Regions from separate parts of the Mus musculus genome. Here regions 1 and 3 are each linked to region 2. A link is a contact called in public Hi-C data. All regions are on one chromosome and are shown on one strand. The core of a region is the stretch at or near the end of the contact, and the rest is flanking DNA. Distances in the headings are between cores, read along the strand shown. Region 1 holds the start of Adamts3 (a disintegrin-like and metallopeptidase (reprolysin type) with thrombospondin type 1 motif, 3). Region 2 has its middle 140 kb from the start of Adamts3. Region 3 overlaps Adamts3 (a disintegrin-like and metallopeptidase (reprolysin type) with thrombospondin type 1 motif, 3).

The links. A called contact is a pair of places that touch in the nucleus more often than the background predicts.
Region 1: a contact with region 2 is called in a Hi-C map of uterus, with 4 times the contacts expected there. The contact joins the promoter of Adamts3 here to the enhancer-like site in region 2. A contact is called at or near these places in 1 of 39 promoter capture datasets (hippocampal neurons), 5 of 484 Hi-C or Micro-C datasets (cerebral cortex, nephron progenitors and uterus) and 1 of 115 datasets of contacts at active chromatin or transcription factors (embryonic forebrain).
Region 3: a contact with region 2 is called in a Hi-C map of cortical neurons, with 2.6 times the contacts expected there. The contact joins two enhancer-like sites. A contact is called at or near these places in 1 of 39 promoter capture datasets (hippocampal neurons) and 4 of 484 Hi-C or Micro-C datasets (cerebral cortex, cortical neurons, nephron progenitors and 1 more).

The regions. Positions count from the first base shown.
Region 1 is chr5:89,881,900-89,884,606 of GRCm38.p6, forward strand. Adamts3 (a disintegrin-like and metallopeptidase (reprolysin type) with thrombospondin type 1 motif, 3) reads right to left here and starts at 1,435. Exons shown (of 22, transcript NM_001081401.2): 1 at 923-1,435. The coding sequence starts at 991.
Region 2 is chr5:90,025,666-90,028,365 of GRCm38.p6, forward strand. No RefSeq gene overlaps it. Among named protein-coding and RNA genes, the nearest start is that of Adamts3, 140 kb to the left of the region's middle. Within about 2 kb of position 1,411, at least 9 of the 459 cell types and tissues checked have an H3K27ac peak or open chromatin away from gene starts, as enhancers often do. A contact at or near this core is called in cortical neurons, hippocampal neurons and uterus, where this site is marked.
Region 3 is chr5:89,843,192-89,845,891 of GRCm38.p6, forward strand. The region is part of intron 3 of Adamts3 (a disintegrin-like and metallopeptidase (reprolysin type) with thrombospondin type 1 motif, 3); the gene reads right to left. Among named protein-coding and RNA genes, the nearest start is that of Gm25758, 16 kb to the left of the region's middle. Within about 2 kb of position 1,355, at least 77 of the 459 cell types and tissues checked have an H3K27ac peak or open chromatin away from gene starts, as enhancers often do. A contact at or near this core is called in cortical neurons and hippocampal neurons, where this site is marked.

The DNA of each region.
Region 1 (2,707 bases), core at 185-2,684, 140 kb before region 2:
CGTAGTCTACATTTCACCAGGTGAGAAGTGGCCTGAATCCTAAGAATCAACTAGAGAAATGCCCCAGTCTTAAAGTCCCGTGGTCAGACCAAGCAAACCAGAGAGGCTACAAAAACTCACAGAAAAAGCATGCACTGAGAGCCCACCGCTCCAGTGTGGGTGTGATTTATTACAAAAGGCTCCCCAGCCTGAGCCTCCTTCAAGGGCCCTTCTGAGAACGTCAGCTTCACCTTGAGTCTCCACAGGGTGGGGGCAGGGCCGAAAGGCACCAGAGCTGCACTCAATTTAGCTTTAAAAAGAGGAGGAGTTCTGCAGAGGGGGAGGGGAAGAGGCGGCAGACGCCTCCAGCTCTGGCTGCCCGCGGAAAAGGCGAGGGCAGGAAACGTCCCAGGCCCTCCCCAACTGTCAAACTGCAGCCCAGCCCCAGTCCTCCCAGGACACGTGTCTGCTGGGTAGCTCCGGGTCCTGCCTGGCGACTTCTTGAAACCTCTTATCCCTGGCCGCCCGCAGGAGCAGGGAGTCAGGAAGAGGGAGAGCCTGTGGGCTCCGGGATCCACAACCCTAACTTCGCCAGAGCGCCCGAAACGCCCTCGCGAAAGGGGGGGACAGCCTGATAGCCCCGCTAGGATGAGATCTGACTGCAGTCTCACACCTGGTTCGCTCCTGGTCGCCGCGGGCTAGGGGATCCCCAAGTGTGATGAACCTAGGCTCCCGGGGGATGGCTGTCCAACCTCCGGTGCAGTGAGCCCCCCAGGCCCCAGCCCCGCGCAGCGCCCAGCCCTCCACGCGCCGCCTCGGAACGCAGAAGATGCCCCAGAAGGGTGGCAGGAGGGGAGGAAGGGAGAGTGAAAGGGACGGAGGGGAGGAACTCTGTCGGGAAAAGGTTGGGTTTGAGTTTTTTTTATTATTATTTTCCACTTACTTGTCCATCAGCTGATGTCCTAACCTCTACCAGAGAGGCTGCTATCAACCAAAGTGACAGGAACACCATCACGAGTCGAGTGTACTTCGCAACTACTGGGCAAAGCAGCTACCCCAGCGCAAAGCACCCCAAAATAAGTTTCCTTTAAAAGCGCAAAGAAAATGGAAGGAGTGGGGGGCGTGCAGAGCTTTTAAAAAATTATCTTGGGCTTTGCTCAATGAAAAGGCAACGTGAGCTGTGCGCCTGGCCCCGTGCCCTGTCGGTCCTTTCCACTTCACCTTCTCACCCTGTCCTCCCAAGCCGACAGTGAGGGAGCCAGAGGTGCTGCGAGCCGGGCAGAGGCTGACCCGAGCGGGGGAAGGGACCGGGGCGTCCCACTCTCTACCCCGGAGCTGCTTTTGCGAGGCTCTCGGAGCACCGTGGGCCGCCTAGGCTAAGCACGGAGACGGCTCGGGTCCCGGGAGCGCAGCGGCGGGGAGAAGTGGGAGCCGGAGCCCAGCGAGCGGGAGAAAGAGGCAGCGCGAGCCCTGGATCCTCCGCCGCACACGCAGTGGGGGCGGGAGGACGAGGGGAGGAGGCGGCCGCCTAGGAGGAGGGAGGAGTGGGCCGCTCGCCCGCTCCGGTTGCTTGCGGGCCCCGGGCGTCTGCTCTCTGCCCGCGACCCGCCGGGCGCTAAAAAGGCGACCGTGTCACCCCCTCCCTCCTCCGGACGGCCCCTCCCGCCGCGCGCCCACGTCACCCGGGGCCCGCGCCCCCCGGCGTAGGGTCAGAACTCGCACCGTCCCAGGGGCTGCGAAAGCGCCGCCTGGACCCCGCATCCCCTTGGTCTCCGTGATGGGACGAGGGGCGGGGAGGGTCCCAGGCGCGCCTCCCAGCCCGACTGGAGGAGGGAGGGGGAGGGTCCGCTCACCAGACCTGGGCTGGATGAAATCACCTCCTCCAGCCAATCTCATCCCCACCCCCCACCCCACCCCACCCAGGCAGAGTAAAGTCTCCTGAGAGAATCCCAAGGACCCAAGGACGTGGGGGATTTTCCCCTTCAGACACTCGTCCCCTCCCAGGCTTGTATGGGCCCGGGAAAGCGGGGGGCCTCTCTCAGCAAAGCTCTTGTTTATGCTTTATTCGTTTATATTAGTTTTCAAAGATACCGCGTTCCCTTTCTTGACTCAACCGGATGTTTCCGTTTATCACTAGAGTACACAGGCCTCGGGGTCTCTTGCTTACACCCAGATTAAGTTATCTAGTGGCTTCTGCGGTTTGCAGTTTTCTGGGATTAAAAGACAGCGACCTGGGAGTTGCTGGAATCCCAGACCTACCTCCCTGGGGTAGACCAGGGTGGCCTGGGGGTTGGGGTGGGGGGAGGTGAGGAGGGAGTTCTCCTATCCTGGAGGACCACCCTCACCCAAGATCAGACCAGAGATTAATGAGGCTCACATTGAGGTGGGATTTTCGAAACTTCACCCAGAGATAGGGAAGTGGAGTCAGGTCTTGTTGGGGCAATCCTGTCAAGGTGTGGTTAGTTTTGAATTTTGTTATATGACTTCATAAATTGTTTATTCCTAGAGAGCTAAAGGAAAGGCCATCATCTGGTTTATACATTGCACTACGCTCATTGCTGTGTTGCCTCTGTCTTGTCGAAATTCTATACGGAGGACATTTACAGGAACGTATAGGAAGTGCCCTCATCTAGCAACAGAGTATATTAGGTTAATTAGTTAATTATTGCTTAGAAATAGGATTAGACCCTCAGGACTGAAGGACCTCTAAATTGACTTTTCCCTTCAA
Region 2 (2,700 bases), core at 161-2,660:
TAGTTTAAATCATGGGGATGACAGATAGGTTCCACTTTGCAGAGAGGGAAACAGATTAAAGAGGCCACCAGCTATACTACAGACTCACTGCACACTGACGTGGCACCCCAGCTTTTTCTCCTACATCATTTCTCTTTGGTGGGACCAGAAAGTTTATCTACCTAGGAGGTAGAGACCCTTAGTTAGCAGTTTCACTGAACTCAAACATCTTTATCACAAAGATGTCTTCCAAAAGCTTATAAATAGTGTAAGGAAGCTTCACAATTAAATAAACAAAAGTAAAGTCAGTAACCAAACGTCCACGAATCTCCGGCTTGCTTTACCCATCTGATGGAAAGCATCGTGAGAGGAAGGTTCTGCGGCTGTGAATATTGGTCAGTAAGTGCAGACAATATGGCTGGTAAGAGTTTAACTCTGGCCAATGTCAGCTTCACTGCTCATCAGCCAAGAGAGACTTCAAGCAAGTACTAAAAGCCATGCCCCCATTCCCTTCTCTCTGTGTTAAGGACATTGATAGTTTGTATCTCATTATAATCATCAGTTGAGTTGAAAGACCTAACATCTCTAAAGCCATAATGCTTACCCTATGGGAGCAACACAGTGGTGTTAGCTATTATTTTTGAACACTGTGCAAGATAGCCATTTCTTGAAATTTCCAATATTTTAGTATGTATATTATTTAAGTAGGGAAAAAATGAGAATAATAATATTTTAAAAAGAGTGGCCAGCAACAGATAATCCATTGTAGCTCTTCGAGCTGACAGTTCTGGCCCTTTTAAGAATCAGATCTTCTTTATACATCTCAGTTGCCAGTTCCTTGGGAGATCTGTCTTGCTGACAGGTCGCTGCCTTGCTTGCTGAAGGAGCGCTATGTGAATTACAGCTATCATGAAGTCGCTGCTGAAACCTGAGCAGATGCTTCAACAAATATGCAAGGTATCCAAGGTTCCTTAAAGGGACAAGGTCCATCTTGAAACCATCAAGCAAAGGAAAGAAACAGCCATTTCCAGGTAACCTTGTACAGATTAGACAGCAAGTAAGTTAATCAAACTTTCCCGACTTTGTGTCACTCATCTGTACAAGCCTGAACAGCTTCCTTTACGTTATTAGTCTCACTATTAAAAAAAAAAAAGCATTTACCCCAAAGTTAACAAAACTGGATTCCCAAGAAACATGGCACGCAGCAGACAACTGGGAACAAACACAGAAAGCGGGACCTTTTCCAACCAGATGCTTCTCAAAGTATGTGGCAAACGTTTTAAAGAGTCCTGTACGAATTTCAAGAACCATTCTTCAAGATTAAGGGAAGCACAGGGAGGCACAGGAGGGATACAGACAAAGAGCAGATGGCGTCCTCAACTCGTCTACGATTTTGAAAGGAGAGATATTCTAACATGATAAAGTGGTGGCAGTTGATGTGTATTTCAGGCAACACCCAGTCATACATACACGTCGTCGTGTTGCTATGAACTGCCCCAGAGTCTTCATTACTCAAATAACATCAACTTTCTGTGGTGAACAGGAGACGGGCATATATTATAATAACCTTGTAGCAGTGTAACAAATTGTAATTTAAGAGACCCAACTCATCTGTGACTAGGAATTGGGCTATGGCTATTTTCTAATCAGCATTAGCATATTTTGCAACATAAATCAATCTCTTCGGGCCATTCATTTGACTTCTTTGCGGTATGCTGACAGCTCCCACGGCTGAGGGAAATGCAGCAGCGTGCTTTGTGTCCGTGTGCTGACTCTGCTCCGTGACTACTCACTACCAAAGCATTCTGTTAAATGTCACATGGATCTGTAGACCTTGATACAGTTCTTGAAGTGATAAAACTGAGCCTTACCAAAGCCTACATCCCAGGAGATGATAGGAGCCCTCTCCTTTTACACCCATTCCTGGTAATCAAAGGCAAACCACACCAGACTTGCTAATGCAGCTTTTGTGGGGGTGTATCTGCAAACATGAGGATGCTCTTGTCTAAGTATGGTTTACACTGCAGTATTATGTAAAGGTGGGGGGGATGAGTTCATTTGTATGTCATTTTGAATTTTTGTCCTTTCATTTCCTTCTATTTTGAAAATACAATGCCTATACTTAGGAGGAAAGGAGAAGACAAATATTTTTTTTTCTGCTTTTTACTTATGTATGCCCATTATAGATGGTTTAAAGAAATGTCACTGTAGTTGCAGGATATGGTGGTCCAAGCTTTTATCCCAGTATGTGGAAAGCAGAGGCAGGGGGCTCTTTGTCAGTTAGAGGCTAACCTGATCTACAAAGTGAGTTCCAATCCAGCCAGGGTTACACAGGGATACCCTGTCTCAAACAAAGAAAATATCACCTGTACCTGACAGTGGTAAAGTGGCTAAGACTAAACCTGAGACTAGATGGACCACAGGCCTAGGAAAAATCCTAATGCTATTATTCTATTAAAAGAACATAGCAATCAAATGACTCCTAACCACATTCTGCTACACCCATAGATTAGCTCCTTGCTTGGCTATCATCAGAGAATCTTCTTCCTATAATAGATGGGAACTAACACAGAGACCCATAGCTGGACAGTGAGCAAAGAGGGATAGATAGGCCTTGGAGCACTCAGTCCCAAATGGGTGTCCTCATGAAAGACCTTCCTCTAAGGGTCAGGGATCTGTGTGGAAGAAAAGGCAGCTTTAAGAGCCAAAAGGGATGTCTTC
Region 3 (2,700 bases), core at 105-2,604, 180 kb before region 2:
TTGAGTTCCTCTGAGAATTGGTTTAAAACCAGAAATTTACTTTTAACAGCCAAGGACTGACCCTGTAGCCCTAGAGGTGAATCCCAGGCCTTTCACTCTCCAGCCAGGCTCCCAGCACAGGTGCTCCTAGCATCACACTGGGAAGGGCACCCAGAGGCAAACATCCTTACTCCTGTCCATCACAATGGACAAATTTCCCTTTTCATGATTCCATTTCACTGAGACAAAATACCTGCTTCAAGACAAACTATAGGTAAGCCAGCTGGATCAAATAAAAGCCTGAGATATGCATGATACCCTTCTCACAAAGAAATGTTCAGCCACGCCCAGAGAACCTGGGGAAAAAGCCATCCTCAGAGTCCCTGCTTGAACTCCACCAAGGAGGAGTTCATAAAGAGGAGTCCTCCATAAGCCAGTCATGTGGAACAAGGCAAGTCAAACAAACCGCCAACACAACCAGTGTATCTCTGACAGGAAGCTAGTTCTGGCCATACATCCGCAGGAAGTACTTCAGTCACCTAAGTGGCCCCTGGTGGAACTTTGAGAAATGCAATTGTTCATCTTCTTTCAACCTCAACCTTCGAAGCCAAGAAATGGGCAACATTGAGGTTAGGCTAAATAAACCTGTGCAAACAGAATACAGAATACACGCGATCTTTACTAGTGTCTCCACCTGACGTTCTACTTTCCCAAGAACATCCCAGTCTCTCACCTGTTTCCTGATCTGTGCTCATGTTTCCTGTTTCCTCTGCCAACTCTCTGTGTCCTTAGCAACAAGTTGACTCAGCTGCATATGCAATGGTATCAGAGCTAGGAATCCCTGACTTGGGACAAGCAAGATGGTTCAGCTGGCGAAGGCACTTGCTGCTAAGCCTGAAGCTCTAAGCTGGATTCAGGGACCCATGTGGTCCTGGAGAGAACCAATTCCCAGAAGTTGCCCTCTGATATCAACGTGCATGTCTGTCATGAATGACCACCTATGCTAATAAACAAATCTACAAAAAAAATGTTTAAGAGAAATTTATAATGATAGAGTGTGATATGGTTTTTTTTTTCTAAAAGTGGAAATCCTAGGCAAAATGAGTAGAAACTGGAGAGCGGAGAGGCCTTTCTGGTCTCCTTCAGTCACCCCTATGAACCAGTGAACAGCACAAATCAAAATCTCCTTTGAGAGGAACATTGGGTGGGAGGGGAGTGGGCAGTAAAATATCACAGAAGAATGTGAAAGCCCAGGCTTAGCCAGCACTAGGCTCTCTATGGCTTCACCCAAAGCAGGAAATTGCTGTGCTACTCCATGCCTCTCCTGCACCGGTGCCCAGGCAGGCAGCCAACTCACTAACCCCTTCCCTGGCCTCGCACAGACCGCATAGCCAGGCTACCCTGGCCCCACCGTAACCCTAGCTGGCTGGGGAAGCTGGCAGAGGCCACGTCTGTGCTATTTAAAGCTATAAGCAGCTACTGTGGCTGGAGATGAGCTACTTTCACAGGAAGAGGATAAGGCCAGAGGCATGGATTTTAACAGGCACTAGCAAATTCACTCACCTGCTGAACAAGGAGCCCAAACTGGAAAGACAGCAGCTCAGCTTCATTTACTAATTACCTACACTCATCTATACCCCCTGCCTAGTAATTCTGTTCAAAGTCAAATTGCTTGATTACAGACTCTCTGTGTGCTATGTTTAAAATGGGAGCAAAGACCTACAAAGTCAAACAGCATGTCCGATGCAGCTGGGGCACAGTAACTGTCTGAAAGAAACTGTATGGAAAAAAAAAAAAAAAAAGAGCTCCAATGCCTGGCTCTGGGCTCCCTGCATCCCCCAAATCCAAATTTGAGTCTCAAAATACAATAAGATGATTAATTAATATATATATCACAATGTATCAAGATATCTATATGGGATATTTTATGTAATGATACACACAGGTTTTTATGCATTATACATATGCAAAAACAAGGAATCCGTTTGTGCACAGAGATATGCACTTGTGTATCTGTGTTTAATTCAAATTGCCTAGGTGGAATATTAAGAAACTTCACCAGGCATCAAAATAAAATAATGATCAAAAGTGCAGGCTCTGAAAGCAAGTGTCTAGAAGTTTTGTGAAACCCGATAAGATTCTCAGTTCTCTGGACTCGTCATTGTGGTGGTTTGAATAGGAATGGCTCTCACAGACTCATGTGTTTGAATGCTTGGCCAATAGAGAGGGACACTGTTAGGAGTTATGGTCTTGTTGGAGTAGATGTGGCCTTATTGGAGAAAGTGTGTCACTGTGGGGGCAGCCTTTGAGGGCTCCTATGCTGAAGTTATGCCCAGGCCAGTGTGACACAGTCTTCTGATGCCTTCAGATCAAGAGGTAGAACTTTCAGCTCCTTTTCCAGCACCATATCTGCCTGGATGCTGCCATGCTTCCCACCATGATGATAATGGACTGAACCTCTAAAAATATAAGCCAGCCCCAGTTACATGTTTTCCTTTATAAGAGCTGCCACGATCATGATGGCCCTTCTCAGCAATAAAACCCTAACTTTCTGAATGAAGACACTCATGTACAAAGAAGAATTTTTGACAATCTTAAGATCATTTCTACAAGGAAATCTGGCATGGTGCTCCTCTATTTTAGCTAGAATGAATGGAACAACATTTACAGTAGCTGTAACAAAGGAGCTCTCGTCTAAAGCTCCAGTCACCTCAGCCATTG